Linked DNA regions of Mus musculus: region 1 is linked to region 2. Evidence: chromatin contacts called from public Hi-C data. All regions are on one chromosome and are shown on one strand. Each heading gives the region's core, a stretch centred on a gene start, on an enhancer-like site or on the middle of the called end of the contact. The rest is flanking DNA. Distances are from core to core; before and after follow the strand shown.

The links. Hi-C and Micro-C count contacts between places; a contact is called where the count stands out from the background.
Region 1: a Hi-C map of uterus shows a contact between it and region 2. The contact joins the enhancer-like site here to the promoter of Arhgef26 in region 2. A contact is called at or near these places in 8 of 484 Hi-C or Micro-C datasets (the HL-1 cell line, cerebral cortex, cortical neurons and 4 more), 2 of 115 datasets of contacts at active chromatin or transcription factors (both in embryonic stem cells) and 3 of 9 other capture datasets (adipose tissue, liver and pancreatic islet).

What each region holds. Positions count from the first base shown.
Region 1 is chr3:62,410,891-62,415,604 of GRCm38.p6, reverse strand. The region is part of intron 5 of Arhgef26 (Rho guanine nucleotide exchange factor (GEF) 26); the gene reads right to left. Among named protein-coding and RNA genes, the nearest start is that of Gm33923, 65 kb to the right of the region's middle. Within about 2 kb of position 2,769, at least 55 of the 459 cell types and tissues checked have an H3K27ac peak or open chromatin away from gene starts, as enhancers often do. A contact at or near this core is called in cerebral cortex, cortical neurons and uterus, where this site is marked.
Region 2 is chr3:62,336,552-62,341,288 of GRCm38.p6, reverse strand. Arhgef26 (Rho guanine nucleotide exchange factor (GEF) 26) reads right to left here and starts at 2,512. Exons shown (of 14, transcript NM_001081295.1): 1 at 716-2,512. The coding sequence starts at 1,792. Gm33923 (a long non-coding RNA gene) reads left to right here. Exons shown (of 3, transcript XR_375701.3): 3 at 1-271.

The sequences.
Region 1 (4,714 bases), core at 1,520-4,019, 74 kb before region 2:
TAGGAAAATAGAGGGCTGTAATTTGGGAGGGAGGGAGAAAGATAATACGAGGAAAAGAAGGTAATACTAAAGATGTTTGAAAAAGCTACAGGGATACATACTGTTTTATGTACTTAATTTTAAAGGTGTGTGTGTATGTGTCTGTGTATATGTGTAGTATAGTGTTATGTGACATAGGGTGTTATAGTCATGTACTAACAAATAAAAACTCTAGTGCCAGGTGTGAAAAATCTCCTCACTTTTGTAGTTGTTGGTTGGAGAATACATGACTCTGCCCCAAATGACATAAGTAAGAACCACTGTCTCTGGTTGCCTTCCACAACTTGTAGCAAGACCTTATGCTGAAGAACTCACATGCATTGGACACAGAACTTGGAAGACTCAAGCTATAACTGACATTAATAGGGACTATTTGAAAGTCCTCGGCAAGCTGCCAAGCAAAAGAAGGAGCAGTGGGTAGGCCCCTATGGTGGAACAGTGGCACTTATATCTTGGACTTGGACTTCAGGTCTGTTAAATAGCAGGTGATTCATACGTCGTGGTGTAAGTCTAGGTACTACCTGTGGCTGGAGAGGTCACATTGCTGAGAGGAAAATCTAACTACCAGTTTCCTAATCCAATATCGTTTCTTACTGTGTTCTAAATACTTATTTATACCTACAGATAAGTGTAGCTCTCATCCCTCATCTAAGCAGCTTCTTTTTACAATAGATAGAGACTATTACAGAAATCTAGAACTGGTCAAAATGAAGAGAGTAAGTGGTGATTTTTGGACACCTGACCCCAGCTAATACATCCAATAATGCAACTACTACACCCAAGGCTCAGGGACAGTTGAGGAAGAGGAGCCAGAAAGATCATAGATCTAAGGCCCAGGGTACCTGCTATTAAAAACTATCCCCTAGGGATGACAGGGAAAATGCACCCATAAAATCTCAACAACACGGCTTCCTGAACAAGGCCAGAATCCTAATAACACCAGATAACACACCAATGTGAATAGGAAAAGCCCATGGCCCCATTCCTATATGAGCTAAAGATGGCCAATGGCTGCTGAGAGACAGAAAATTAATTTCCTCCAATGATATACACCCACATAGGATGATGCCCAATCCCAAACGGTCAATCCCAGACACATGTAGTTGTTAGCAATGCTCAATAGAGATATGTATACTCATGTACATATGTGTAATCAATAAAGAGACCATAATGGTGCGGAACAGGGACAACATGATGAGTTTGGGGTCGGGGGAGACGTGGTTGGGGACTGAAATACAGTATTCACATACAAAGTTCCAAAAAAGAAAAGAAATCCGGTAATCAAACTGGCATAGCAGATGAGAGCCCTTGGAAAGACTTCACAGGAAGGCCAGCCATCTACAGAGGAGATTAAAACACAACACAAACCTAAGGCTTGCTTTTCAGAATATCCTACAGTGTCTAGCACAGGGCAGCAGGCTTTGGTGGGTGTCACGGAACAAAGGTTTTGTGAGTCCTGAGCAGGGTCAGTGTTTCATCTCCCAAGCCATCTCAGTTTTTGTAAGACAGTTACTATACACATTTTAGAGATAAGAAAACCGAGACTGTAGAGTGCAAGTAAAAAACTCTAAGCCCCTGAGCTTTAGTTTGAACCCTGAGCCAGAGGCCTTCAGCATCCACACAGTCTGTGGTCAAACCAGTAAATCTGCTGCCTCTGCCCTCCTGTGAAAGTTCAGCATGCCTACCTGACAGTCCTGGCCAGCCCTCAACACACACGTTCAGGAAGCAACAACGGCTGGGACTGAAAGAATTACTAGTGTCCACCGATAGCTGTTGACTAAGAGTGTGATGTAATCAAAGATTGCAAAGGCCTTCCCAGGAGACCTAAGCCATGGTACAGTCATATATGAAGACGGTACCATGCTAGGCTCGGCCTCCAGAAAAGGTCATGAGAGGGGTGTAGCTAACAATGGCAGCTGGTCCTGGACGAGAAAGCAGGAGTACCAGTCCACAGTGTCAGGCAGAATTACCCACACACCATCCCTGACCCTCCCTTACGTTGTCCCCTGAAGTCCTCCCCTTTGCCCAGCAACCCCCTGCTCATGGCTCAGATTACATTCTATATGCTACAGGGAGCCTTCCCCAACTCCACTGGGTTGGGTTATGCTCCTTGCTTTATGACTTTACTAGACAGTCTTAACTATTGTTCCTTCTTCCTACTGTAACCACAACTAAACACTTTATAATTTGTACTTGCACCTGTGTTACTTAAGTCAGGGAGGAGACGTTCTGCTATGCTCACTGTTATATACACAGGACCTGCCTATAGGCACTTGAACTTTGGAGACACTCGGTGTTTGACAAGTAAATAGGGAATAAATATAATTTATTGCTTCAGATTGAATATTTTTATAAAGTTGAAATTTTCTATTTACCAAGAATGTGCTAAGCAAAAATAGAAAGTTGTCTTTCTTGTTTTTCTCACTAGTAGATGAAGTTAGCACAGATTTATTGGCTGTGGGCAAAGTCGTGCTTTCAGAACTACCAAGATGTAGTTTTGGCCACAACTACAGATGCAAACTAGATTTAGGTCTCTCCATCCTTGAAGACACAGACTCCCAGAACAAGCTGTTGTGGTTGTGTCAAAGACACAGTGAAACCCACGACAGCCTGAGTTTCTTCAGTGACAGCTGTACTTTCTGAAAAACCTGCCCGACCAGCCCTTCCTTACCCAGTCTAGGAAGGGTGCCAGCGAGGCGGACCAGCCCAGCATTCGGCACTCCAGCTCTGCAAGAACAGCACAGAGAGCTCTGGCAATCATCAGCGCTGTCTTGTGTCCTTGGAATGGCATCCTTTAAAGGACTTTTCCTTCATTAACATCCATCTGCCTAAACCAAAGCCAGGCCACTCCTGGACTTCTTCACAGTACTGAGCAGACAATCTAAACTGCATGTCCCTGTTATCTGGACACAATGCTTCACCAAACAGGATCATAGTCAGTCAGGCTATAGAAGAAACAGATACCACATACCCAAGGTGCTGTTATATAATAAAATATACTCTCTAAATAGAAGTATTTCAAAATCTGTATGCTACTCAATACTTTAACTGTACCCTCAAGACACTCTGTACTCCATCAAAATAAATTTATATTCTGCTGTGGATAAGTGAGAAATATATGTATTAAATACTCTTGTGCATATATGCATATTTAACACACTGGATTGAGGTCAGCAAATACCTGGCAAGAACTGCCAACACCAACTCACAACAGCCATCACTAAGGGACTGAAGCACTCTCTCCAGGTCTATTGGAGAATTGGAGGTCTCCAGGCAGCCACTGTCAGTCAATCCAAATCAAAGACAAGATGAAGCTCATCATATCTATCACCAGATGTTGGCTGAGAAAATATGAGTTGGTTCTATAGAAACACAAGACTACCACACTTCCACCAGAAGACCTTACATTCTGATCTGGAAAAGGTCCAAAGAGGTTTTTCCTCACCAGACAGACAGACAGGCAGGCAGCACACACACACACACACACACACACACACACACACACACACACACACACACGCTCACTCTTCCCATGCCCCATGCTTGAGTGTCTATGTGTATGTGTGTTGTATGTGTGGGTATGTGTGTGTTTCTATCTTTTCACATTCTATTTTCACTTTTAATTTAGAATCTGGACTAATAAGAAAACAATAAAGTGGAAACTTAAAGTGGTTTAGAGTAAGAAGTACTTCTGAAAAGAAAAAAAAAGGTCCCTGTTCTACTAGCTTGCATTCGCATTTCATTTCACTTATTTTGTGCGTATAGACAGACATGTGTTGTATGTATATAGTATATATATATGTGTGAATGTACTCACGGAGGTCTACATTGGGCGTCTTTATCACTCTCCACTGTACTTTTGAGACAGTGTATCTCTTTGACTAGACTGGCTAACCAGAAAGTTTGAGGGACCCTCATTCTCTACCTCTCAGCTCTGATATTACAAGGGCATACTTCCATTCCCAACTATTTATGTAAGCGCTTGATATCTCAGGTCATCGTGTCTAAGGGCAGTGCCATTTCCAGATCTTCTTTCCCATTTTAATAGCTACTGCTTGCCCCTTTAAAATCTCCAGGGTAATTTTTTTCTAGAAATTCTTTTTGAAGGTTATTTTTATCTATGTGTATGCATGCAGGTATCCATGGAGTGGCAGAAGAAAATGTTGGATTCCCTGGATCTGGAGACACAGTGGTTGCAAGCTCCTTGATGTGGGTACTAGGAATCCATCTAGGGTCCCTTAAAAGAATGACAAGTGATTTTAACTACCACACGATCTGTCCAGCTGCCTAGCAGTTCTTATGATTTTAGTAAAACTTTTAAGATGGTCCTGAACATATATGAATACACCAGAGATCTATATTGGGTATCTGTATCATGTTCATATATCATGTAGCAGAAAAAACAAGCCAAAAGAGGTACTTCAAGAGCATTTTCCAGATGCAGATCAAAGGAAGGGCTTCTTACCCATTATACTGCACATCTCAAAGCTTAGGTTTAAACTCAGTCTGAACTCAGTTCGAAACTCCCCCTGTAAATCCTCACAATTGGGAAAGGAAGGATGAAGAAAGACTCTAAGACCCAGGTGTCCCAGGGAACTCCCACAGAAGTTAAAGCTTATGCTTACTTAGTTCATATGCTCAGGGATGACTTATCTTTCAGAAGGAATATATCCAA
Region 2 (4,737 bases), core at 1,263-3,762:
GCTATTTTAAGTCAAAAGCCCCTTTCTGCTATTTCCCTCAGACTTCCAAAAGCACATGGCCAAGAATCCCCATGGCAGTTAACCACAACAATAAAATAAAGTGTAGAGTGTCCCCGTTAAACTAGAGAAAGAATCCTCAAATGACCAGTGGTCCCACTCATTTCACTGTGATTCACTCTCCTGGTGACTGACTCTCCCTGACAGCTGGGGGGAGGGGCACATAAAAGTGTTATGTAATGTCTTTCCTTTAAGACTGTATGTCTAAAATAAAACAGGCTTGCTTGTGTATTGCATGTGTGACATTTCTATAGACTGATTCCAGTCGTCTGATTAATCAAGGAAAAAAAAGTGGGGGGGAATGTGACTGCTCTATTGCTTAGATCTACTCCAAAACATTCCACTCTGATTGTCCCTTTTCCTTTAGATCAACGGTAGAAAACAAGAATATTGAGTAAGGACAACTGCTAGGCCCATATCAGGGCACAATACCTCACACCCTCACACAAGTTCTAAGCTATTAGTTTGTCAAAAACATTCATTGATTAATAATAATAAAACACAAACATGGGACATGGTGACTCAAATAAATAGAAAGCAATGCACTGTTCCATGATTTGGGTAGATGAATTAAATTCATGTGCCATGAGCATTCAATTCTTTCCCAACACGTTCACACTGGATTTAATGAATGGCATGTGAGCCTGCCCAGTCCTACCTTTATCCTTCCCAGGCTAGAGAACTTCTCCTTGTCTTCCATTACGGCCTTCAGGACAGGCTGGGACATTCTGTTCTTCTTCTTTGAGCTGGTGGGACTGTCAAAATCAAAGCCGCTGACCACTGCCCTTCTGTAAGACGTGGACCTCAAGCCTCGCCGAAGGGAGCCGGGACTGTCCATGTCGTTGTCGACTTCGCCTTCCTCCCCTTCGTGGCCCAAGGGTGCTCCCAGTCCCTCCACCATGCTGCGCACCTTGAGAAGCCTCCTATGGGACTCCACGTTCTGACTATTGGATTTACTCAGTTTAATTTCAGAGGCAAGGCTTTTTGGGATAATCTGCTGCTTTCCCATCTTGAGGGCCGCCGGGCTGTTGGTACTCAAAACCACGGAAGGGTTTGGGAGCTCATTCCCTTGGGAGGGCAGCCTTTGGAGTGGCAGTTTTTGTTCTGAAGACTTGTGTGGGAGAGCAGGAGAGAGTCTCGAGGGGGCCAGCTCCAAGTCCCCAGCTGGCTGACCAGTTTGTGATACTGGGCCAGATGAGTCGGTTTTATGGGCAAGGCCATTGGCAATGGGCGAAGATACCTTACTGGCAGTCACCCCGGTGCAGTCCTCATCGGTGGCGCAAGAGGCCGGGGTGTCCGGAGTCCGGGAGGCGCGCGACAACAGCGCCGCGGGCGAGGCCACGGTGCCATTAGAAGTGGACTTCGGGGAGCCGCCCGACGCCGCGTAAGAAACCAGGGGTGACTTGGGCCGTCGGAGTCGAGGAGAAGCAGCTCTGTAGTCCGGGGACACCGTGCGACCATTGGTCACCGGCCTCCGATGCGCGCTCAGAAGCTGGGGGCTCCTGGACACCGTCCTGTCGTCCGGGTCGGCGGGTACGCGGACCGGAGTCTGCGGCGTGGGAAGGGCAGCCAGCTCCTCCACAGGGAAGTCGGTGATCAGCAGCCCGCTGGGGCTCTGGTACGACTGTGGCCGCGGCTTGCTCCGGCTGAGCAACTGGAGCGGAGGGGTGGACCGTCTCCGCCACAAAGGGGTGACGCCGTTGCTGGAAAAATCCACCTCGCTTTCGCCGTCCATAGCGGGGCCTTTGAGCCAGCCCCGAGAGGAGGAAAGCTGCTCAGGTTGCCTAAGAGAAAGGAACTTTGCCTCCGGACAACTAGTCTTGTCTGGGAGCCTAACCGGGTTCCAGCCCGGCGGTCACACGGGTGTCGCGCGGGACTCGGCAGCGCCGCACTTACCCGCCCTTTCTCGGGCACAGCGTCTCCCGCCAAGCTTCCCGACCGAGGACTGAGATCCGAGCCGCAGTTGATCAGATGAATCCCGTCTCCTCTGCGTCCTTCCCGCCCCCCAAGCCCGCCGGCACCTAGAGAGCTCGCCGCCACCGCAGGACCCTTGGAAAGAGTTCAGCTGGCTGGGACAGCTCGCCGTGGGACGCTCCCCCGCGTCTCCATCTAGCCGCCCGCCCCGCGCCAGTCCACCCGGTCCCCGGTATGCGGTCTCCAGCGCGCTCACCCTTCCGGGGCACAGACCAAGGAGTACTCCCTGTCCCCGAGGGTGGCCTGGGTCCTTACTAAAGCGCGGAGACAACCGCTCAGCCTGGGACAGCAGAGGCCCGCGGCGCCGGCCCCGCCCCCGCGCTACGCCCCGCCCCAGCACGCCGGGGAAGCTCGCACCGAGGCGCCCAGGAGTTCCCGCCCCTGCCTTCCCGGAGTGCGCTCAGTGATTGTAAACGGGACGCGCACACCTGAGCTGCCTGTCCAGACCCTGAGTGCAAGAATGCAGGAGCGCGGGCGGCCGCCCTACGGGCCAGCTGGAGGGCGCGGTCGCAGATCTGAACACTGCGTGGGAATGGTCGTGAGAGCAGAGAAAGGGCTTCTTGATCATCCCTAGACCTGGAGGGGAAGGTTGGAAGGGTGAAACACTTCGGAGCTTGGTGCTGCTGCGACACTTCACTGGGCCACTTGTGGGCGTCAAACTGAACCTCACTCCGGGCTCTCACTCATCTGCTTGCAATAATGTGTGGACTACAGACAGATTTGCTTGTATGCACTCAGAGGAGACTGAGAGGCCAGGTGGACTATGACTCTACATGTCCTAATGTCCTAATCTTTGTGCCCTGTATGTTTGAAAGTCACACAGTAAAAGTAAACAAAATACAAAATATTTATTAGTGTGTAGTTGTGTACAATATAAATTGAAAATCTGTATGTAGAATAAAATATCGAACAAGAAGTAAATTCCAAATCCTTATTAGAGATTAAGAGGCTGGGCCTACCCCTTCAATCTAGTCTTTTTTCACTAGCTTTATCTAGTCAAGCCAAGTCCACAGTCTTAGAGCCTTCAAGTTTATTTCTTGGCCTTCTGGTTTGTCACTTCATTGGAATTACCCCCGATTTCCCCAACCACCTGATCTCTTTCTTTTTCACATTAACCGAAATTTGTAAATCTGAATGCTTAGTTATATGTCTGTGTATTAGTGCTTAATCTATTCTGCCTTTGCATTGTAGTTTTGAAGAGGGCAGGGGTTATATTTGTGACTCATGCACACAGTAAGTGATAAATATCTGTGGAGTTTGGAAGTAGATGAATAAGAGAAATGAACTGGGCCAGTGATATCTTTTAGATGTTGGTTGCCAAGTTGGCTATGTCTTGGTGAAATTCCAGGTATGTACGACCTGAGAAGACATGATTTTGGTTGATGAGATCTGTAGAATTGGTTGTTAGCAAGACACAGGGCAGGCTCCAAGTGTTCAAAGTTCATGTGAGTGCCCACTGTTTAAAGCCATGCTTCTTTCTGCTTTGGGTGGCAAAAGGAAGGGTGGTTCTTTATGTTTTTCTATAATTACCAAAGTGACACAGTGAAGGTCTTTGATCTCAGAAACTTTTTTGAACTCGAACAAATGGAATCAAAATGTATATCGAAATCATTTTTGAGAAGATTTACTAACAATTTCATACGGAAATAAGTGGATTCTATGTTCATCTATGGAGCCTTGCTGTAGGGGATTTTCATATCAATAATATTAGTTTTATATAATAAATTTAACTTCAGAAAGTTGTGGAGATTTATAAGTGGCAGGTTTAACGTGGATCAGAGTGCAGTCTGTGATCAAAGTTTAAAGACTTCGAGAATGGCCTGAGAAGTTAATGTCCCTGTAGGTCACATGGGTTCTTGAGCTGTGGTGACTTGTGATGAAGAAGTCACAGTCTGCTCACCTCCGTCCTGAGCAACAGCCTACTCCCCAAACAGCATCGAAACAACAAACTAAGGAAAATTGGCAAGCACACAGACTGTGTATTTTAGCCTCCATTTAATCTATTATATATTTTCAAATCTAAGGCGTAGTCAGTTGGTTGCTGTGCTGGCTAGTCTTATATCATCTTTAATATACAACCTAGAGTTATCTGAATGGAGAGAACCTTAATTGAGAAAAGGCCTCTGTAAGGTCCAGCAGAAAGGCATTTTCTTCATGATTGATGGGGGAAGGCCCAGCCCATTGTGGGCAATGCCATCCTGGAACTGGTGGTTCTGGGAAGCAGCACCCCTCCGCAGCCTCTGCATCTGCATCAGCTCCTGACTCCAGGACACTGCCCTGTTTGAGTTGTTGTCCTGGCTTCCCTTGGTGATGAACAGTGACATGGAAGTATAAGCCAAATAAACCTTTTCCTCCCCAACTAGCTTTTTTGGCATAGGATTTTGTCACAGTAATAGAAACCGTAACTACAATATATGAATTGCAAAGCTAGTTAATTAAAATATGACACAATGCAGCATCATAAGGAATTCTTTATACTTACTGAAAAGATATTTTTTAGATTAGCTTAGTCAAAATTTTTTCTTTTGTGCACATATACAAAGTGTAAAATATAAGCAGAGTGAATTGGTTGAGGTTTATACTATTGCTTTAGAATACTTTTGTTTTCACACAGCTACTAATATGCATGGTTTTCCCCTAAAAAAGAGCACCAATAGTACAATATTTCTCCTTTTTTTTTTTTTTACATTTTCTAGTTCAGTGGAT